2 separate regions of the Mus musculus genome follow, and region 2 is linked to region 1. Evidence: chromatin contacts called from public promoter capture Hi-C data. All regions are on one chromosome and are shown on one strand. The core of a region is the stretch at or near the end of the contact, and the rest is flanking DNA. Distances in the headings are between cores, read along the strand shown. Region 1 overlaps Zc3h12d (zinc finger CCCH type containing 12D). Region 2 overlaps Gm46210 (a long non-coding RNA gene).

Region 1 (6,651 bases), core at 591-3,090:
CTCGCCTTTCCAGAATAACACAGCTGGCTGGGGACAGACTCCATAGAAGGAGCCCTATCTGCCAACACCTAACCCTGGGCTCCTGTCTGTCACTTGCTTCGTTCCTTCTGAAGAAAGCTGCTCCTCTTGTGAGCATGGTTAGCATCAACTTGCTGAGCAGGCTACAACAGGCACTTTTCCTAGCTCCCTACTAGGAAGGGTTGATTCCACATCACAGAACCAGAGAGCAATTTGCCTGGTTCACACAGCTACCAAGATACAGAACAGGGTTTGAAAGTCTGATCTAGGAGAAAGAAAGGAGAGAGAGAGAGAGAGGGAGAGGGAGAGAGAGAGAGAGAGAGAGAGAGAGAGAGAGAGAGAGAGAGAGAGAGAAGGAACCCAACAAAGTAAAATGAGAGCTAGCATTTGCTCTAGCTGTACTGCCTCTGGTATGTATACCCAGAAGAACCTAAACCAAGCACAGCATCAGCTTTCACACCCATCTCTGCCAAAACCCTCCTCACGGTATGTGGGTCATAGAGTCAGTCCAGATACCCATGCCTTTGCTCATAGAGAACAGTAGCCTGACTTTGGGTAGCTGTTCCTCACTACGACCCCCTCCCCCCTGCAACTACTGGAAAGTTACCTTCCAGATGGTCCCTGCAGGCTAACACCTGCTGTCATTTGATGGCTCACAATACCACGTCTTAGTGTGCTTTTGTTTCTGGAGCAGCTTTTGTTTCTGAAGCCTGAGAGGAGTTTTTGGGTTAAAATCCAGGTATCTGCAGAACTGATGGGAATCTACTTTTTAGTTTTTCCTGCAGGCCTGGATCTGGGGCCCATCTACTTTCAAAGCCATGAATGGCTTACAATGATACGTATTATGCCATATATGTGCACAATTACTATTGCTTCTCTGCAGAGATGTATGGATTTTAATAAATAATTAAAGGGTCTTTTTAGTCTGGAGACTAAAAGAAATGTAATGTGTATACACAATGGCATATACATTTTAAAAAATGATGATTATGTCGTTTGCAGGAAAACAATAATACTTAAGATTCATCTTAATCAATAGAAGCCAGACTCAGAAAGTCGGAGATGGCATATATATGGAATCTCACTTTATATATTGTGTGTGTGTGTGTGTGTGTGTGTGTGTGTGTGTGTGTGTGTATATATATATATATAGCAGGGAAGGATAAGGGGACTATTTGTTGAGGAGGGAGGGGACCAGTGGGAAGAAAGGAGAAGAGACAAGAGGGGTAGTAGAAAGTGTGGGCCAAGCATGTGACATACATGTATGACTATGCCATTAGGAAACCTATTGATTTGTAGAATAGTTTTTAAAAATTCATCCATCAGTCCTAAAACTCTTTGAACCAAACCACAGAGAGGAAATGTTTCCCAGGACTCCTGATAACAAGGTCTCTGGCCCCAGCGCTCAGTAATAAGATGAAGGAAACCAAAGATGCTACCTCATAGCCACATTGCTGCCATCGATCACTATGGGCCGCAGGAAGCGGGCTGGATCTCCGCCAGCCTCTTCTAGGCCTGGTCCCAGGCCCTGCTGGGCAGAGTCTTGGACCCCGCAGCATCCCCGGGGAATCAGCACTACCCCGGTGCCACTGGCTGGATCCTCCTGGGCCCTTGGGCGACTGCCGGTCTGGATCAACTCTTGAAGCACGTCATTGACCAAGGCACTGTCACCCAGTTTGCCCAGCACCCTGACCACGTCCTCCTGGCTGTAGCCCAGTTTCTGGAAAAATTCCATCTTGCTCCGATGCTCCATATTGTGCCAGCTGTTGCTTGGCCCGGCTCCTGCCCCAAGCTTCCTCCTGGCAGAACAGCACAGGCATGAGCTAAAATGAAAAAACAGTCGTCAGGTGTTTGCCGAGCAGCCTGGCAGGCAGGCTACCGGGTGAGAAGGGCACGCAGCGTGCTCCTCCCTCGTGGCGTTATCTATCAGGAAATCATGTGGCTCCAGGTCCCCTTGGGGATTTTCATTTGCTTGGTGTGGCTGGCAAGCCACCGATGCAATTATGCCTCTTTTACTTTTAGTGTATTCTCTGATGCCTTTGTTCCTGTGTGCCTGTACAGGGAAAGTTAACCAGGGCCCAGGGTGGCAAGAGCCAAGTAGGGCACCAAACCAGACAAACCTTTTTAGAGACTCTGTTAGGAGCAAGATGCCATCCACCCAGATTTCTGTACTGAAGTGGTTAGCACCAATACCTCCGGGTGTCACAGTATTTGGAGAAAAAGACCTTTCAAATCAGGTCCTTGGGGACATACCTTCACCCTAAACAGATGCTCTACAAGAAGAGACAAGGTACTTTAGACACACACACATATTAGCTTAGGAGGGTGGAGGGACTCCTGTGGTTGTGAGCAGGTTAGGGCGTGAGACCAGGGAAGGAACCAACATTGTTGACTCTTTGATCTAGAACTTGCAGCCTCCAGAACACAGTGGCTTTCTATTGTGTCAGCCCTTGCTTGCCAAAATGGCTACATCGGTCCTGGTTATAGCAATCCTGGCAGGCAGTATAGGCTGCTGGCTCACCCACAAGAGAATACTCACAGAAGGGGGCCGGCCCCTCCCAGACAGGCAAGGCTACCCGGGAACCCAACTCTGCAGTCTAGCTCAATTGACTGACTCAGATTACACTTAACCTTAAAAATAAACAATCCAGACTCATATTGGGCTCTTCCTCTGGGGACACTCAGCATGGCCTGTCATATCTCCTGTGTAGAGGTGACAATGAAGAGCCTGCACCTGACAGTTGTGTTCAAAGGGAGAAAATGGAATACTCAGGGCACTCCGGGACTCTCTGCTAGTCACAGAAACTTGACACCATTCAAAAATGTGTAAAACTATACAGATGATCCATGAAAACCTAGTCCCCATAAAGGAGCCCAACAGCGCAGAAGTAGAAAGAAGGTATAAAACAAGCTCTACACCTCCAGCGCCTCCTACGCACGACTCCAGCGCTTTCTCTTTGCACCCACCTGCATTTAATAGAGACACACGGATATGGTCTTGGGGTTGCCTCTGGCTTATTTTTGCATGCATGATGCCGAGCTGTGTGTATCGTTAGTCAGCAGCTTGCCTTTGTCCTTTAAAACTCAGATTGAACATCTTGTCCCGCCAGTTTCCATGATCTGGCTGTTGTATGCCCAGAATCAAACTTGATGGTGAATGAATGAATGAATGAATGAATGATGGTCTTTAGGGTTAACCATACGCCGAATGACGCAAATTTTAGTCCGACTCCTGTTTTTCCACTGCTACAGATGCTGCTTACTGAAGATTCTTGCGCATGCTCCTTTCACTGCCCCACCCCCTTCCCAATGCTATGGACTCTTCACCTTTGCAACCCAATCTTCTGTATGAATCCTTAGCAGGAGGTGTGCTTCTGGGCTAGCCTCCCACTTGGCTGTCACGTGCTTCTGAAGACCTGTCCTTCCAGGGCAGGAACCGGGACAGACTAAGTCAGAGGCTGCCAAGCACAGAGCGTTTCAAGTACAACCTTCTAGACAGAGAGACCTCTACTGCTGCCCCAGAATGTTTGCTCCCACTCTGCCTCTGTGCAAGCCCTCTGGCTTGGACCCAGAATTATATCAACAAAAATCTAACCATATTTCCATCTACCCCAACCCCTAGTGACTACAGAAAGGACGCCAAGTTCCTGAGCCTGCAGAACAGCTGTGTTGCCCTGTGGCTCTGACCTCGGCCACCTCACTACCTACCAGTGGCTCAGCTAGTCCTTACTCAGAGTGAAATGAATCTCTTCCTCATATCTAAATATTTCAGGATGTTCCCAAAAGATGCGCTTCTCTCTGTTTTGCTTTGCACTTTAAATTTCGGGGCACATAGCACTCAGAGGCATCCTCTTGGACTCTACAGACCTAACAGGAGCTCAGCCATGCCACCTACCACAGCACAGCACATTCGTGACCCCCTCACGCAGATTGTTAGTTATTCTTCTCAAGAGACTCAATCGTTCTGGCCCGTCTGCCTCGGAGTCACCATCGCTTAGTGGCACCTGATATAGCTAGTTCAATGGGTTTTTGTTTTGTTTTGTTTTGTTTTGTTTTGTTTTGCTTTTGGGGTTTTTTGTTGTTGTTGTTTAAATTTCTTTTTTTATTAGGTATTTATTTCATTTACACTTCCAATGCTATCCCAAAAGTCCCCCACACACTCCCCCACCCACTCCCACTTTTTGGCCCTGGTGTTCCCCTGTACTGAGGCAGATAAAGTTTGCACAACCAATGGGCCTCTCTTTCCACTGATGGCCGACTAGGCCATCTTCTGGTTCCCTCTGATGGTCTAAGCAGGGGTCTTCCTCTCTTCCCACACATTTTTCCTTGAGTTGTAACTCTCACAGAACAGCATCCTCTAGCGGCCCCAAAGGAGATACTCCAGTGTCCCCTTTGATGCCTGACTTCCACATCCAGTGAGTCATTAACTCTGTTTTCTGGAGACTTTGTGTACCCACCCTGCCCTCCACACACACTGACACTGTCCCATCCTCTTGCTCCATGGAGCAAACTTACTGATTACCTACTCACACTGGCTCCACAGAAACAAAACAAAGCACGCTCTAATCTCAACCTGCTCCTAACCTACTCTGGAAAACAGACCCAAAAAAAAAAGAAAGAAAGAAAAAGAGAGAAAGAAAGAAAGAAAGAAAGAAAGAAAGAAATAAAGAAAGAAAGAAAGTAGAAAGTCATAAACCCAAATAAGTGCCACTGATTGCTTTGGGTTTGGCTTTTTGTTTGTTTACATTTGCATGTCTGTCTGTGTGTGTGTGTGTGTGTATTTGTGCCTATGTGTGTGTGTGTGTGTCTGTGTGTGTATGCCCATGTGTGTGTGTGTATGTCTGTGGGGAGGTATGTATGTGTGTATGTGTGTGTATCTGTGTGTGCATATGTGTGTATATGTCTGTGTGTGTGTCTCTCTCTGGGTATATATGTGTATATATGTCTAGGTGTGTGTCTGTGTGTGTATATGTATCTATGTGTGTGTGTGTGCTGTGTGCTGTGTGCTAGAGTGCTCAGTGGCAGTCAGAGGACATCTTGTAAGACCCTCTTCTCTCGTTTGGCCAGTGTGGTACCTGGGTATGAAAACGAGGTTGTTGGGCTTAGCAGCACGTGCCCTTCCTTGCTGAGCCACCTCACTAGCACAGAACAATTGGTTATAAAACCGTGCTCTCTGGAGCTAGAGAGATGCCTCAACATTTAAGAGCTCTGAGTTCTGTTCCCAGCAGGTACATGGTGGTTCACAACCATCTCTAACTGCAGTTCCAGGAAATCTGATGCTTTCTTCTGACCTCTAAGGGCACCAGGCACATACTTGGTGCACATATATACATGCAGACAAAATACTCATACACAAATAAATCATATATATGTGATAGAAAGAAAATGAAAAATATGCTTTCAAGGTAGAGATGAGGACTAACTTGTTCCCTTTTGCAGGGTAGGGAGGGACAGTCCAGGCTCATCAGGCAAAGGCACTCTCCACCAAGTCCGATGAACTGAGTTTGATCCCCTGCGAGAATCGACTTATGGAGCTTATCCACCGACAATCAATAAGTAAATGTAAGAATAGTGTCAGGAAAGGGCAGAGAAGACTCCTGTGAGGCCTTTGGAGAGGACATTAGGATCTCAACATGAAGTCTGTCCTACGCCACCCGACATCACTAATGCCAAACCGCTACTCAGAGACTCAGTTTCTCCAAACGTCCACAGTCCTCTATCCTGCACGAAGTAAAGGTCAAAACTCACCCACACAAGAACCAGGGCCTCACAGTCGGCCCTACTCTCTTCCCCTTCCCTTAACGGCGTGTCTCCAGTCCAGCCTTGCCTCTCTATGTCTAGTGAGCAGTTCTCTTAGGACCTAGGACTAGGGTCCAATTTTAGACCAAACTTCACGTAGGAAAAGGACCCTCATCTCACACTTAAGTGGGCAGACACTCACTGCCACAGGGCTCCTCCCCTACCTGGAACATCTGCTCTCTTCACAGGCTAAGCCTACTGTCACCTTTTCTGGAAGCTTCCATGAACACTCTACCCCTCAGTGCTTTGCACCCCTGCACTTATTTCAAGATAAAGGAAGAACAGAAAGACAGCAGCAGAGATAGAAACATTCATGTTCCCAGATGGATGTGCTGGTTCATGCCTTTAATTCCAACACTGTGTGAGTTCCAGGCCAGCCTGGTCTACAGAGTGAGTATCAGGACAGCCAGGGCTACACAGAGAAACCCTGTCTCGGAAATCTAAAACAAGCAAAAAGAAAGAAACGCACACATTCCCATTGTGGCTTCTCTTGCTTTCTGTATCATTTTTATGAACTCTTACTTAAGCTTCCGGTTTCTCTTGTTGGGAAAACAGTCTAGATGTGCACATTCTCCTTTCAGGGCTGGGGAAGCTGAGGCCACATAGCTAGCAAACGGCAGAGGGTGCCACGGGTAAGCTCCAGAAATAACTTGTTGTGTTGAGTCTTGTGCTCAGTACAAAGGTAGTGCATTAACCGTTGTAGAAGTGGAAAACGTAAACTGTCAGCTGAGTGGCTTCCCTTCATCCTCAAAGGAGCATCTCCACGAGGCGCCCTCTGTTTATTTTGTAACTACTGCTGGGTGGGACAAGAGCATCTAAAATGAAGAGACTTGT
Region 2 (7,127 bases), core at 1,349-3,848, 2.1 Mb before region 1:
TCAGGGGACAGCTATACCAGGCTCCTTTCAGTAAGCACTTCTTGGCATCATCAATAGTATCTGGGTTTGATGTCTGCAGATGGGATGGATCCCTAGGTGGGGCAGTCACTGGATGGTCTTTCCTTCAGTTTCTGCTCTACTCTTTGTCCCTGCATTTCCTTTTGGAAGGATGAATTCTGGATTAATATTTTTCAGGTAGGTGGGTGGGTGGCCCCATCCCTCAACTGGGGGCTGTGCCTATCCACTGGATATGGTCAACCAAGTAGAAACAAAGAGAACTATACAAAGAATCAACAAAACCAGGAGCTGGTTCTTTGAGAAAATCAACAAGATAGATAAACCCTTAGCCAGATTAACCAGAGGGCACAGAGACAGTATCCAAGTTAACAAAATCAGAAATGAAAATGGAGACTTACTTTGATTCTTTAGACACTGGTATTAAGTGTTTTGATGTGAATTGTGCAATGGGGGTAATAGCAATCAGGAGTGAGCTTCTGTAACCTGCAATAGTCATTTATTCCTTTGCACTTACTACGTGACTTGCTCTCCACAGCAGACCTTATTTTCTTGCCATTTCAGAGAAATGTTTGTCAACCGAGTAGTGGGTTAGATTGGCTTAGATTGAAAGGTGTAGGATGTTGTGTCTTTTAGTCCAAAGTCTACTAATTCATTCTGTCCTAATAATTGTCCCAGGGATGCAATAAAAAAAGAAACCAAATCCCTTACACATAAATGCATAGTGCTTCAGATAGCAGTGCTAAGGAGAAAAATGCAATGGGGTAAAAGTACTGTGTGGAGCTGGGAAGAGCTGGGCTTGGTGTCTCTCTGTGTGTGCACAAGCAGATTATTCCTATTTTAAAAGGAAAAGGTCAAAGAAAGCTAATTAATAAGATGAATCTACTTATCTTTGTAATATTATCAGCCTGTGATAATCCGTAAAGCACAGGACGGACTTGTAGGGATACATCATGAAAGTATCTGCTGTAAGCGTCGGGTGGGCCAAGTTCAGTCCAGCCACCCCTCCTCATCAAGTGTCACCGGAGGTCCCCCATTCTCAGTCATTTACACATTGCCTATGGCAGCTTTGACAATGTTGATTCGTTGCCATTCAGGAAATACAGGCTCCAAAACAATGAAAATATTTAATATCCGCCTAACCGATAAGACAATTGCTGACCTCTGGTTTACTCAGAGGGAGCAACCCTTAAGATGCAAGTACACTTGTCTTCAAGAGAGCAAGTGTCCCCATGTGAGAAAGAGTGAGAGGAGAGAGGGCAGGGAAGAGTACAGATCCTGCCTGGCCTATCTAGGTCTGTTTGAAGAACTTTGACCTTTATTTACGGGGAGATAAAACGGTCTCAGGGATGTTTACTATAAGTGGAACATAATCTGCCTTACAGTTACGTGGGTTTCTTTTTTTCAGACTGGACAACAGGGGTTAGTTTCATGTAAGCTGCTAAAATACAGAAGAAAAATGGTTTGGCTTAGACTAAAGGGGATGGTGGTGAGACTTTGTTAAATTTTGGACATAAAGTAATGGAAGAGCTGGGAACACTTGCTACTGAACTTTATAGAGGTAGGTGTGTGTGTGTGTGTGTGTGTGTGTGTGTGTGTGTGTGTGTGTGTGTAAGCTATGAATGGGTGTAAGGGAGCAGGCCCTCAGAGTAGACTGGCATGAGCCTAAACATTCGAAAGGGCACATACAGAAAGAAAGATTGTGGGAGGTATAAAGTACTGTTTGCAGTTGGAAATGATGGATTTAGTTGGAACATTAAATTTTAAATGTCTTCTGACGATCCAAATGGAGATGTGAAAGAGGCTTTATAAATCAAATCTGGGGTTCAGGGAAGAGGTTTGTTCAGGCATACAGATTTGGGAGCCATCCACATTTAGGCAATTTGTAAGTCATAAGAACGGAATAAAACTGCCCCAGCCTGGCTATAGACATTAGACAATAATGTGAATACCCACCATTCAATCTTACTACAAGTCACTGGGTTCGTGTGAGGAAACGTCTACTCTGACTCCATTTTCACAATGCCTCCCTTAGGTAGGTATTTGTGCCTTCAGTTTTCCAACAAAGAAACAGAAATTTTACTGTTGCATGACTTCTCTGACTGTTTAGCTAAGGTCCCTGTATCTTTACTTCAGTGGACTAAGCTCTCTCCATTATTACATGATGTAAGAAATACGAATAGAAACCCATGGGAGTGAGGTAGGTGAACAGCAGCCGCCCGGGGAAGAGCTGACGGGTACACCCTGGCACTAATATTGTCACAGGTAGGTACCCCCCCCCCTTAGTTTCAGTTGCAATGAAAAAGTCCTTTTACAGGAAACCACTGGACTTTGGGATGACGATAATGTTCTCACAAGCTTCCTCCCAGTTTCCTGAATTTAACACGTGTTCTCAGCATGAGCAAGCAGAACGGTTCTGGCTAAAGAACAAGAAAAGAAGCAGTGGCTTCCAAGGAGCTCCTGTGTTGACAGCACGCAGTGCCATTCAGCCAAGCTACACATTCCTTTCAGAACTGTACAAGGGCCCTGGAAAAATACTACTTTAAATTAGAGGAAGAGGAAGCCAACTTCATGACTTAGAACTAAATATGAAATATTGGAAACCGCAGAGGTCAGAGGCCATTACACATCAATAGATGTGACCCACAGTGGTACTAAATACTTTACAATGTTCTATTTTTCTTCACAAACACATTGGCCCTGAGCAAAAGGTTTTTGGCTTGAAATCCAGTCTGGAATTACTGGTTTTACCCTGGACTTCTCAAAAGTGCTGCTCTACTTCTGCAAAGTAATGTGGAACAGCAACAGGAAATTTAGGAATCTCTCTTACTTTTATTTATTGATTTTTATTCCCTTTTCCTTTTTATTTTTTAACCTCCCTATAGGCTGGGGCTACATGGATCATGAGAGCTCAAAAGAGGTTCTGTAGCCCATGCCGAAAGCTGGATAGGAACTAACCAATTTGAAAGTTTCAACATGTTCACATACTGCAATAACAAAGCCACATTAGCACCCTCGTTACAGTTATGAGGAAATGAAGAGAAACCACATTTGTGGCTTCTTCAAAAGATCAAGTCTTCAGGGAATTGTATAGTCATGGTGGACTAAAGTGGTTGATTTGGGATGAATAGTTGGGAACAGAATCTTTCTAGTATCCATCTCCCAGCCTACCTGGTTCCTGTCTTAGGGTGCTGCCCTTAAGGGAACTCATTCTCTGGGAGAAAAGGCCCATGAAGACACATACCTTCATGGCAAGGGAGAGAGTGTTGTCATGGAGACTACAAAATAAATAATAACGATCCTCAAAAACTAAAAAATGCTTTGTTATGTCTGGGTTCTGCTGTATCTTTTAAGGATTTTTGCTTTCCTAATGGTTTAATGCTCTCTTGTAGGATGCCCCAAGTCAATTTTGTTATATTATCATGACCGTGAAATTTCACAATATTCACAATATACCTGCCACATAGTCTTCACGCAGCAGACTGTTGTGGAATAAAGCACAAAGCATCAGCCTGTTGGTTGTAAACATAAAAACACTAAGACTCACATTATAGTCCCTCTCTTTGGAAATCATATGGGTACTTGACTATCCATATCCCTTTGCTTTGGGGACTTTAAGCATTTATGTTTTTTAAATCATAGTTATTTTCTTTCTGGATGATTTATGGAACAAGAACAAGCTTGGACTAAACTACTCCCAGATAAAACAACTGTGGTCCTTCTCTGTCTTCTGTAAAGAATATCCTTTGGGTTCCCAGGCTATTTATAATTTATCCCCTTAATTACTTAAGGATATTAGCTAATGGAGTAAATGATGCTACATAAGATAAGACCTAACATGAAAAGTCAGAGCCACCAAGGTTCCCAAGTTAAAGCACTGGCTGACAAGCATGGCCACCTGGGTCTGAATCCCTGAACCACTCGATTGTCCTCTGGTCTCCAAATGCCAGCCATAGAAAATGCTCCCTGTGTCCCTTTACACCCCCACAACTCCCCCAAAGCCCCACCCAGTAAACAATGCATTAAAATTTTCAGAGTGGTGAGGGAGACAGCTGAGTGGATAATTACCTCAGATTCACATTTAACATCCTGACTGGGCCTAACAGATTTTTTTTTTCTTTTTTAGTGCTGAAGTTGGATTCAAAGATTCAATTAGAAAGTTTTTGTTTACACTTGGGTATGCTTTTTCATGATGGCATGAAGTGCCAGGTGTGTAATACAACATCAGATGGATTCGGGTCCTTTCTGGGCAGATCAAAGTCTCCTCAGCCTCTTCTTCCTAGCTCAACGCTGAGCAGCAGAGGCACATGAGAGGTGTGTGAGGATTGTGAGTGATCCTGAGAGGCAGGGTTGAGGAGAGGCAAGCTCCAGTCAGAGGAGAGGCATATGAGCACTGTGAGAGGCACAGGCGGGATGCATGAGCAGCCAAGTGAGCTGAGGCTTTCTAAAGGGGTGGGTGCTTCAGAGTCAGGTTAGAGGCCTGTGAGCACAAGAGAGGCACAAGAACATGAATGGCCATGTGAGAGGCCTGTGAAAAGAGAGTGTGTGCACTTGTGAGGGGCACAGGGCTCCAGGATGCTCAACAAAAGGCCCTGATGTGATGCGCACTGTCTTGGCTTGGGGAATTTTCCTTTTCCTGTGGGTTTTGTTTCAGGCAACAGCATCATTGTCAAACAGGTTCCACGAGGGATGAACTTCCAGTGGACAGTAAGGGTGTGGCCAGGGGAATAAAATTAAATTAAACTTGTGCTCAGAGCTTGCTCTGCTACGACATGTGAGTTAATTATATGAGATACTTTGCTGCCAGCCCTTCAGCTCTTAAATCTAATTTTCCTGAGTGATTTAGAAGCAAAGCCATCCTTGGGATAAAATTGAGCAAAGTGCTCAAAATGCAATCTTTAAATCTCAAAATAAGGTACCTTAATTAAAATATAGTGAGATACACATTTGTTATCAAACATGATTCCTATTGTAGAAATGACATTTGAAATACTTGAGAACTTGAAGAACCAATCACCTAAGGGAGTCCTACAGAGAGAACGTGACAAGATTGTTCTTTTGTACCATATACAAAGGCACATAAATGGCTCCTTCTGTTAGTTTTGCTTTGTACTTTTGGAATTATCTCATCACTTGACCTAATTGGTCTTTATGACACATTTTTGCTTAGAGCTTAATGATACCTTGGAAAAATGTTAGAGTGGCAAAGGTACTGTGCAGGCTTCTGACGTCTGAGTTAAAAGTCTGTCTGATCTGTATTTCTGGAGAGGTTAGAGAGAGCTGGACCAAGACCGCCATGCAGTAGATCCTGCTTGCTGTGCTCAGGCACGGCTTGCTCATTTAACCAATTGTGTTGTGAAGTCCATTAAGGTACACTTAAGGAGTGACTGGAAATTACCTACCCATAAGGCATAACTGTGGAAAGTAAGCTACAGTAACGAGCTTTGCCGTGCTCCAGCTGAAGTTTGAGGTGCATGCCTTGCTCCTTTTTCTCTCTCTATGCCATCAGCAAATCCCCCTTGGTACTAGTATTAAAATACAATTCAGAATCTGACTGACAATTTCCACTATTACCACTATAGCCCTCCTGGCTCAAGTTACCAGCCCTGGCTGGATTACTGCAGTAGCCTTTGAAATGAAGGAGAATCGAGAGGAGGAACTAAAAGTGGCCAGTGGAGAATGGCTACACAGCCACACATTCTTTGACTCTGTGAGGATCTGAATTGTTGTTAAAAGACTTGATTGTAAAAGGTGAAGTCTGTTTAGCTAATTTCCACAAAAGGGGAAGGAATGGAGAGTGGATGGTTAAGGAGTGGAGAGTAGATGGCTATTCAAGGGAGACGGCTGGGGAGTGAGCGGCAGGTTTGCAATGGACATCCTAGTTGCTGCCTGCCTGGAGCTAGTAGAATGATGGTTGGTGCTCTTTAGCCTCATGTGCCATGCTGAGTATACATGAAGCCAAATAAACCGCCCAGCCTTATCTCTCTATGACTTCAGAGTTCAGCCAGCCTGGGAGCTTCATAACTCTATCCACAATCCCCAGAATTCCTAGTCAAGGGTTTGGTTCCTACCTCTGAGTCAGTAAGCTGGGAGCAGTGTCACCTGACTGAAAACCCAGGCCCATCATTTTAACCGAATCTAGAAAGCCCTTTTCCAAAGAGGAGCCTGAATTAATTAACATCTATACTGCAACTTGCAAGTAATTTAAATTCAATACTCTGCTAAGTCACACAGTGACTTACTGTCATTCTTATAACCTTTTGGGACTTCATAAACTAAAGTTAAGTCAATCAAAATGACTGTTATTCAGTGGTGTAGAGTTTATTCACTTTCCAGAAATTCTGCCAATAAAACATTAAAACATAAAAAAAAAAAAATCCTTACTCTCAGGTTATCTCAATCACCATCAAACTGCCTCTGTATATGACCTTCATCCAATTGCCTTTTGCATAGCCTTCATCAATCTGGTGACTATTACATCTGACAACAAAGACAGGTAGTTTCAGAAATTTTATACCATTCTGGATTTTTGCATTGCATCTCTCTCTCTCTTCTCTGCCTCTGTCTCTCTCTTATCTCGGTCTGTCTCTCTATCTCTGTCTCTCTCTCTCTCTGGGCATGCGTGCTTGTGTTTAGATTTCTTTTTGCTTTGCATCAAGTAAGGCAGCATTGCTTATTATCTCCCTGCATCATCTAAGTGCAATCTACTTATTGATAGGTTGACAGTGGTCTGCTAGATACAGCACAGTTCATTCTTCAGTAAGTAGGTAAGAAAACTTTGAGAAGGAGACCATCCTTTATCCAAAGACATGAAGCTATTGAACTGCTTGAAGTCAATTTAGTGATTCATTCATCAAGATGAAACAGAAATGTTGCCGAGAAATTGCTACAGGTAAAATTAGATGTTTTCTGCTAAAAATTAAATTACTACATACTAAATTACTAAATTTTTACTCTATACCAAATTCTCATATTGTAAAAAATTTTCCATATATTTCTTAAATTTTCTATCCTAATTTTTGTTTGTTAAAAAAGCAACCACTTGAAACTGATTTACAAACAGTACCAGGAGGGGCTGGCAAGATGGAGTGGATGAAGATGTGCACTGCTAA

What was found. Promoter capture Hi-C pulls out the DNA fragments that hold promoters and counts their contacts.
Region 2: a contact with region 1 is called in a promoter capture Hi-C map of pre-B cells, with 5 times the contacts expected there. The contact joins two enhancer-like sites.

What each region holds. Positions count from the first base shown.
Region 1 is chr10:7,834,955-7,841,605 of GRCm38.p6, reverse strand. It overlaps Zc3h12d (zinc finger CCCH type containing 12D), which reads right to left. Exons shown (of 6, transcript NM_172785.3): 2 at 1,458-1,841. The coding sequence starts at 1,771. Mir5104 (microRNA 5104) reads right to left here and starts at 5,225; the gene lies at 5,132-5,225. Within about 2 kb of position 1,840, at least 66 of the 459 cell types and tissues checked have an H3K27ac peak or open chromatin away from gene starts, as enhancers often do. A contact at or near this core is called in pre-B cells, where this site is marked.
Region 2 is chr10:9,903,587-9,910,713 of GRCm38.p6, reverse strand. The region is part of intron 1 of Gm46210 (a long non-coding RNA gene); the gene reads right to left. Among named protein-coding and RNA genes, the nearest start is that of Gm46210, 5.8 kb to the right of the region's middle. Within about 2 kb of position 2,598, at least 86 of the 459 cell types and tissues checked have an H3K27ac peak or open chromatin away from gene starts, as enhancers often do. A contact at or near this core is called in pre-B cells, where this site is marked.